Regions from separate parts of the Mus musculus genome. Here regions 2 and 3 are each linked to region 1. The links are chromatin contacts, called in public Hi-C and Micro-C maps. All regions are on one chromosome and are shown on one strand. The core of a region is the stretch at or near the end of the contact, and the rest is flanking DNA. Distances in the headings are between cores, read along the strand shown. Region 1 has its middle 32 kb from the start of Ywhaz. Region 2 overlaps Gm34590 (a long non-coding RNA gene). Region 3 overlaps Gm34590 (a long non-coding RNA gene).

Region 1 (2,700 bases), core at 126-2,625:
CACAGACCGCTTTGCCAGGCCATGTTTAGCTCATGACTGTCTCTGGCTGTTCCTTTAGTCATCATAAATTTACTAAACTATAGTTCATACAACAGTCTTAAGAGGGCAGGCCCATGGCTCAGGAAGGGATGAGCAGACAGACTGTTTCTTACAGTTCTTAGGGAGAGGTAGAACCCACCCTGGTGAGGGACTCAGAAACATGTGAGCACCCAGTGGCTGTATGAGTGGGAAGGCAGTGCTGGCATTGGGGTCAGGGGTCAGACATGCTAACTTGCCTTTGAAGTGCATTTTCAAGGATAGCCCCGAGTCAAGTAGAAATACACGGCACTAAATGAAGTTACCAAGGTGCCCTGGGATGACTGGCCATTTCTCCAGAGGTGATCTGGCTGTCAGGAGAAGTCAGGCTAACGTCAGGACCAGAGAAGATGCAGTGTGTTAAGGCTCCCTGCTCCACCCCAGGTGCAGAGTCACACCCATAGTCCTCTTTACCATGACCCTTAGTCATCTCAGTTGCTAAAACAAAATATCATAGAGCTGGGCAGTGGTGGCGCATGCCTTTAATCCCAGCACTTGGGAGGCAGAGGCAGGCGGATTTCTGAGTTCGAGGCCAGCCTGGTCTATAAAGTGAGTTCCAGGACAGCCAGGGCTACACAGAAAAACCCTGTCTCGAAAAAACAAAAAAAAAAAAAAACAAAAAACAAAACAACAAAATATCATAGATGGTGTGGCTTAAAGAACAAACAGTTCTCAAGTAGTGAACTGACAGATTCAGATGTGGTCAGTTTTCCTGGCTTGTAGATAGATGCCTTGCCTCCCTGGGTCCTCACCCAGGGTTGGGAGACTTTCAATTTCAGTTTTTCCCTTATAAGGACATTAATCTTATCATGGGGCCCCACCCTCATGACTTCATTCATTTCTAATGACAAATGTTCCATCTCTGAGTATCATGGCACTACTGCATGGGCACATTGGCAGTTGATGCCCCCGTTACGTAGCGAGAAGCATGCCTGGAGAGGGGGCATGCTTGCCCAAGCCATGCCACTGAAAACTGACCAAGCAGGAATTGGGTCTGAACTCCAATAGGCCAATGCTCATGATCTCTTAACCACTGCTGGAAGGATTACAAACATTGGGCTCACGGCAGGCACAGAAAATGTTTTTCTATCCCCAAACAGAGGAACAGGGAACTGAGAGCCAAAAGTAACCTTGAAGGTCACCCAAGTCTAGATCAAAGAAAGCTGAGGTCTGGAGCTGCCCCCAGCCAAAGCAGAGCTGGGAAGAAAAGCTCTAGGCCCTGACTCTTGCCTGGGGTACTTGCCCCACCCCAGGCCAGGCTAGCTCTCGCCATGATGAGTCTCCACACTCTGTTTTAATGATTCATCCTCTTGCTGCCAGCAGTGTGTGTCACTGCCCACAACCAGCTCACACCCCCGGCTCGTCCCACTCGGAGACACCAAAATGACAAAACCAGCTGATTTTATAGCCCTGTTTTTATCATTTTAATATTAGGAAGGAGTCTGCTTAGCTGTTAGAATGGGTAAATTGGGATCGAGCTGACACTCGCACCATCCTTGATCACTCTGGGACCAGTTCCGGAAAGACTCTAAGCTAGGAAGATTCCGTGTCAGGGGAAGGGAAAGACCTGCTTGGTGCCTGCTGCCCTTAAGTATGGAGTCAGATGGCTCTGTGAATTCAAAACAAAACTAATCCTTGATACCATTTTTCTTCCCCGAACCTCAGATTTCTTATTGGTAAATTAGGAATGAGCTGTGGTGAAGACTAAGCAGTTCAATAAACAGAAGTGAAGCTTGCAGACAGGCACTGCGACCTATGTTCTCCAGGCTCTGATGACTCCAGGAGATGACTGGCCAGCACCAAAACTAAACCATGTAAGGAGCAAGGGCCTTGACCTTGGTGATGGAAGTACTTTGACACAAAGATGATGTTGGGTTTGACCAACCATGTCAGGCACTGAGGCTAATAGGCATGCCCAGGGAGACTGACACAGAGGTGGAGACCCATCTTGTACTGGCCCTGCCTGGCCACCGAGGGTCTCCCTGACCCAGCTGCCTTTTAACTTTCACTTCCCATTTAGAAATCAGATGCCTTGGTGGGGCAGGAAAACAGAACCTCTCACCCAGGAGACATGTTGGAGCTGGAGCCTGGCCCCCATCACTTGAACAACAGACAGTGCGGCCAAGGGAATTTACTGCACCTATCCTTAGCTGTAAAATGCAAAGGGTCATGGCCTCTATCTTGAGGGGAAATGTAGAATCTGACTAATATAATATAGCGAATCAACCCTAAGATGTATTGGCTGAGAACACACCACTCACTGTGTCTCAGAGTTGTGTGCCCAGGAATGTTTGTGAGGCTCTTGGGAGAACTGGCTCCATCCCTCACCTGGGCAGTAGAGTGTGTAGTTTTTGTTACCCTGCCGTAAGCTTCAGGAACAGGCTGCAGGCTGCGCTACCAGCCCCTATGCACACACACACACCAGTTAATCTCAAAATGCCTTTGCTAACTCAATGACTGGGTACTGCTAAACATCCCCTGCCACTCTGGCATAATCAGATACAGTGACCATTGACTCACATGGCTGGTTGGCTTTATCTCCTTTAACTCCCTCTCTCCTAGGTCTGCTAGCTTGCCTGTGGGGACCTTGGAAGTCCCACCTGTTCTGCCCAGGTCATTGACAGC
Region 2 (2,700 bases), core at 45-2,544, 180 kb before region 1:
CAGTGTCTCCGTTGTTCTCACTGCCTGGAGCAGACCTTTATAAAAGGGTAACTCTCTCTGTGCCAGAGCTTCTGTCTGGTTAGACCATGAGATTCTGGAATGTAAAAGAGGGCATCAGACCAGCCAACAAAAGTCCCTCAAGACGGGGCTGCAGAACAGGCCTGGCCCTGGGCGTGGGTCTCCTTCATTACTGCCGCTGTGCTGCCGGCTGCAATCAGCCTCCTGGAAGACGCTAACGAGCTCCCAGTCTGCAGCAGATGGTAGAAGGCTAGTGTTTGATTTTTCTTGTTCCACAAAAAAAAAAAAAAAGTGCTAACCAAGACACTCCTTTATTGTGCTTGATTTCAACAAAGCCATATATGAATTTTAACCCTTTTTAATCTGACCTCCCTCAGATCACACATCCAAGGAGCAACAGCCTCTTAGAACCCAGGGAGAAACTGCTCCCCGACATCTTTCTTTCTTCTGCTCTTCTGTGCTTTTTAATTTTTTTTCCCCTTTAGCTCACAGAAATCTCGATTTTTTTTTTTTTCTGAGCCTAGAGGAGCTGACTGAGGACCCAGTAGGTGTGGATTTCATTTTCTTCCTGAGACAAGCAGCGGTTACTAGGCTTTAGTTAATTTTACTCTCCCTTGAGACAGATCCACTGCCTTAACATACGCGCGCGCGCACACACACACTCGTACTCGCGTGCTAAAGCACACGTAAACTGCCCTAACACACCACACTCACACGTGAACTTATGAAGTAAATAGCTGCGGTCTGTCAAATCCCTTCCACGCAGGCACCCTGCGGAGCAGCGCCCTGACATTACTTTAACTCTCTTACTTCCTTCACCTTAACTGTCTCTGAAGTTAGGTGCTGCGAGCGTGCGACTAGCCCATTTCATAGAAAGGGAACTGAAGCTAACACATTTACCCAAGATCAAAGCGGCCAGGAAGGGACAGAACCCAAAGCCATTCCCAAGACAGAGCTTTGAGGTAGGTAGCCTTCTCTCTCTCTTACCCTCATGAATGGTGGCTGCCTGGATGAAGTCTCCAGGTTTCAGGCATTTGTCCTGACTTCAGATTCTTGTTTGGGGGTGAGATGTTGAGAGAGTCCCTTGTATAAAGAACCTTGAGCAATCTTAGGAGATGTTGTTCTAAACTTGGAGAGGGAAGAAAGAATCAACATCACATTCTGCCTAGAAAACCGCCTGAAGATGCCATGGCTTAAACCAGAAGCCATTGCTGCTCTCAGCTCTGTGAGCCAGGGCTTTGGGCAGTGTTCAGCCAGACAGTGAGGGTCAGGATGGCTCCAAGTGAGATGGCCAGACTGGCCAGATCTCAGAGCTCATTAGCTCAGTGCTTGGCACTGCTCATTGCCTCTGCCAAGATCAAAAACAGAAACTGCATCTTTCTGTCTCACTGAGACCCATCCAGTCGAAGGGCCTGCCTGAATTCAAGGGACGTGGAACAAATTTCCTTTGAAAGACTCAACAGCCCCTTGTATGTAAATATCTTTGCCAATCTACCTCGTGTGGTGTCTTGGTAGTGGCAGATAGCCAAGTGTTGGGCTAAAGTTACAGAAAATCCCACCATGGCCACTTGGGCTGAAAGGGAAAAGATTCCCCTAGAGATCACATTTCCCTCATTCTCTCATCCCTACTAGTAACAGGAGAAGTTATTTGTGGGACATGGACTGGCACCACTTGTCTGTTCCTTCAGATGGTGACAGTCTAGTGGTTCCCTGATCAATTGAGTCTAGTACAGGTGAGACACCCTCCCTTAACACAAGCAATCTACACATACCGTCTGCCAAGACAGACTGTGGGTAAGAGGAAGGGGCAGGGGGTGCCTGTCCCTTAGAGCACTTGGAGGCAATGTGACAGACATCGCAGTGATTGCCAAGCGAGGAAGGCAAAACTGACCTCATCTGCCAAGCACAACCAGCTCTGTGTGCCTCTAACAACGACAGAGCCAGTCAGTCCCTCATCAGAAAAACCCATCGAGAACTGTAAGGAGTTGGGGCCTTTTTAACTAGCAGGGCATGTTCAGTCATCTTATACAACACACTCAAGGTTAAACACAGGAAGGTGTGCTGGTGTCCTACTTAAGGTGTCTATTGCTGTGATGAGACACCAAGACCAAAAGCAACTTGGGGAGTGTGGTTTGAAAGAAATGGGCCCCATAGACTCAGCTGTTTGAATGCTTGGCCATAGGGAGTGGCACTATTAGGAGGTGTGGCTTGTTGGAGTAGGTGTGACCTTGTTGGAGGAAGGTGTCACTGGAGGGGCAGGCTTTGAGGTCTCTTGTACTTAAGCTACATCCAGTGTGGTACGCAGTGTCCTTCTGCTGCCTGTGGATCAAGATGTAGAACTCTCAGCTCCTTCTCCAGCACCATGTATGCCTGCATGCTGCCATGCTTCCTGCCATGATGATAATGGACTAAACTTCTGAACTGTAAGCCAGCCCCAATTAAATGTCCTTTGCAAGAGTTGCTGAGGTCCTAGTGTTTCTTCACAGTGATGAAACCCAAACTAAGACTAGGACGATAGGGTTTATTTGGCATATGCTTACAAATCACTTTCACCATGGAAAGAAGTCAAGGCAGGAAGTCAAACAGGGTAGGAACCTGGAGGCTGGAGCTGATGCAGAGGCCATGGAAGGGTGCTCACTGGCATACTTCATGTGGCTTGCTCAGTCTGGTGTCTTTAGCCCA
Region 3 (2,700 bases), core at 68-2,567, 200 kb before region 1:
TCACCCAACTTCCCTATTTTCTTCTGTATAAAAAGTTTGATGCTCGATTTGACAAATTACATTCAGATTCTACACAACCTCTCCTGTGTGCATCAGTCTGTGACGCTTTGCCCACCTGCGACTAGAGACCCGTTCCACGCAGACAAAGGGGCCCAGAGGGTCTGCGGCAGAATGGGAAGGACCCAGCTTTAGAAACAGGCAGGTAAACAGGGTGGTTGCAGACAGTGAAAGGCTCTCCTCTGCCTGAGGTTTACTTTCTTTAAAGGACAAAAACAAAGCATCTGTTTAGTGTATGTGTGTCTATTGTGTGTGTGTCTGTGTGTGTGTCGTTTGTATGTATGTGTCTGTGACTCTCTGTGTGTGTAGAGGTCAGAGGACAGCTTGGGGAAGTCAGTTCTCTTTCCACCATGTAGGTCCCAGGGCATCAAATTCAGACTGTCAAGCTTGACAGCAACTATCTTTACTCACTGAGCCATCACAGTATCCCCAAGGCTGACTACCTCATCTATAAATGGTAAAGAAGCACCGACCTGTTGGGTCTGGGGTCTAAATGCATGGAAGCTCTCAACTGTGCAGGGCACACAGCAAGCACGTCATATACATTAGCTCTTACCAATTACTGGTTGTTCTGTAGAAAGGAATGCTAAGCCTTGACAGTTCTCTGTAATGACGGCTTGCTTGTCAAAGTGTCCCAAGACATTGGTAAATGGCTCTGTTCTGCTCACTCGTACCCGCTCATCTCACCTCCCACCCCAACTCCTATAAAGGCAATGGAAATATCTTCAACATCGATGGAGACTTGAGTCCAGCATGATACTAAAGAGAAGCATCAGCCGGGCGTGGTGGCGCACGCCTTTAATCCCAGCACTCGGGAGGCAGAGGCAGGTGGATTTCTGAGTTCGAGGCCAGCCTGGTCTACAAAGTGAGTTCCAGGACAGCCAGGGCTACACAGAGAAACCCTGTCTCGAAAAACCAAAAAAAAAAAAAAAAAAAAAAAAGAGAGAGAGAGAGAGAGAAGCATCTTTCACGGCTCTTGTGACTTCTTCATCCTTTCTGGATACCTCCCACAATGGCTATCTTAGTTGGCCAGTGAACATGTTGACAAGGGCCTTCCTGTATCTGGATGGAGAGGACGCTCTGGCCTACTTGGGACTAGCTGAGGCCACTGATCCCTTGCAGACTGTTAGTGGGTGATGAGTTAACCAGAGAAAGAAGCCAGACACCTCTATATCTGTTGCCTTCCTGGGACTGGGTGCAGCCCTGCATCTGACAGCAGGTTTGTGCCTCTCCAGAAGGATGAAAGTGCTGACCTTTGAGGACTCAGATGGCTCTCCCACGCCGTTTCCTCTGCTGGGCATGCAAGAGAGTCTCCGGTTTGTAGCCAAAGCAAATATAGATCCCAAATTATTTCAGGAATTAACATTTACTTCAGATCAAAGTCCAGAATGTGCATTCTCTGATGGATGTGTGTGTGTGTGTGTGTGTGTGTGTGTGTGTGTGTGTGTGTGCAAATGAACACCCAAGTCCACATACCTACATTTGTGCTATTGAGAGAAGACTAGCAATAGCACTGGTTTCACAACAGCGTTGGCTTCTGCGCAGCTCTCACAGATAGGTTAATTTTATGTATTCATGTTTCTTGTCTGGCCTCCAAAGGCAACATAAGCAGAATGGTGCGGAGGTAAGTGGTGAATCAGGGCTTAATTACAGGGACCTTTGTCCAACTGACATGCCGATAACTGGCCCCAGGGATGATTCAGCAGTAAACTTGCCACCGTTCTAGAGAAAGCCCTAGCTAGGATGACGTCATGCCTCGCCACACCCACCGTTTCTGTTTGCCTCTCCCCAGAGCCCCAGTCCCATCTGTGGAACTCAGAGTGCCATCTGCATTGTGAAGAATATGCGTTTTATTACTGAAATAGCATCCCCGTGTCCAACGGTGGCCCTCTAGCACTTCACATTTCATAGCGCCCTAGAAAAGAAAGAAATCCTAGCCCTCGGGAAAGATTCCGCAGCACATCGTGAGCTCTGTCTGCAGCCGCCTGGATCAGGGACTGGATATTTAATCTTTGTACTCCATGGGTATTTATACTTTGAAGCAAAGGGATTGGTTTAACTTAATCCCTGGAAATTGAGGTGTGTGGCTAGACTTGCTACAAAGAAAGCATTGCAGAGTGTGAAGAGAAATGGGTGTGAGCCAGTCCACGCATCTGGTTGTGCAGGGCCCACACATGCTTTGGGTGGTCTAGTTCTCCCTTTCTCCCTTTTTTTTCCTGAGCAATAAAACCAGACAAGCATTTCTGAGAGGCACCTTTATCTTCATCTACTAATTTTAGGTTTTTTTTTTGTTTTGTTTTGTTTTGTTTTGTTTTTGCTATGCCTGAAGAGAGACATTGTTCGTTTTATTTCAGTTATCCATTTTGAAGAGCAGTGGATAGAGCTGAGGTCCGCAGAGCTGGCTAAAAAAGGAAACCCAAACTGTTAATCTCACCTTTCTCTTCTGCCTCTTGATGTCATGATGTAGGGAACTCTTGCAGCCAGTTTGCAAAGAAGAAAAAGGGCAAAAAGGGCAGAAGTTTGGGTCCTTGATGTTGCCAAGTGGCCAACAAACCAAAGCTAGGTAGAACTGCCCTGTCCCCAACCATCTTGTCATATAAGTTAATACATCATTTGTCACTTAAACTAGGTGGATCAAGGTTT

What was found. A called contact is a pair of places that touch in the nucleus more often than the background predicts.
Region 2: a Hi-C map of muscle stem cells shows a contact between it and region 1, with 2.5 times the contacts expected there. The contact joins two enhancer-like sites. A contact is called at or near these places in 6 of 484 Hi-C or Micro-C datasets (the 63-12 cell line, Sertoli cells, embryonic stem cells and 3 more), 5 of 115 datasets of contacts at active chromatin or transcription factors (embryonic stem cells, large pre-B cells and stem cell-derived neural progenitor cells) and 1 of 9 other capture datasets (embryonic stem cells).
Region 3: a Micro-C map of the HL-1 cell line shows a contact between it and region 1, with 2.0 times the contacts expected there. The contact joins two enhancer-like sites. A contact is called at or near these places in 1 of 484 Hi-C or Micro-C datasets (the HL-1 cell line), 13 of 115 datasets of contacts at active chromatin or transcription factors (CD8 T cells, bone marrow-derived macrophages, craniofacial prominence and 9 more) and 1 of 9 other capture datasets (embryonic stem cells).

What each region holds. Positions count from the first base shown.
Region 1 is chr15:36,761,011-36,763,710 of GRCm38.p6, reverse strand. No RefSeq gene overlaps it. Among named protein-coding and RNA genes, the nearest start is that of Ywhaz, 32 kb to the left of the region's middle. Within about 2 kb of position 1,375, at least 63 of the 459 cell types and tissues checked have an H3K27ac peak or open chromatin away from gene starts, as enhancers often do. A contact at or near this core is called in the HL-1 cell line and muscle stem cells, where this site is marked.
Region 2 is chr15:36,941,110-36,943,809 of GRCm38.p6, reverse strand. Gm34590 (a long non-coding RNA gene) reads right to left here. Exons shown (of 8, transcript XR_875167.3): 3 at 1,006-1,146. Among named protein-coding and RNA genes, the nearest start is that of Gm34590, 4.5 kb to the right of the region's middle. Within about 2 kb of position 1,294, at least 43 of the 459 cell types and tissues checked have an H3K27ac peak or open chromatin away from gene starts, as enhancers often do. A contact at or near this core is called in muscle stem cells, where this site is marked.
Region 3 is chr15:36,959,593-36,962,292 of GRCm38.p6, reverse strand. All of the region lies in intron 7 of Gm34590 (a long non-coding RNA gene), which reads right to left. Among named protein-coding and RNA genes, the nearest start is that of Gm34590, 23 kb to the right of the region's middle. Within about 2 kb of position 1,317, at least 136 of the 459 cell types and tissues checked have an H3K27ac peak or open chromatin away from gene starts, as enhancers often do. A contact at or near this core is called in the HL-1 cell line, where this site is marked.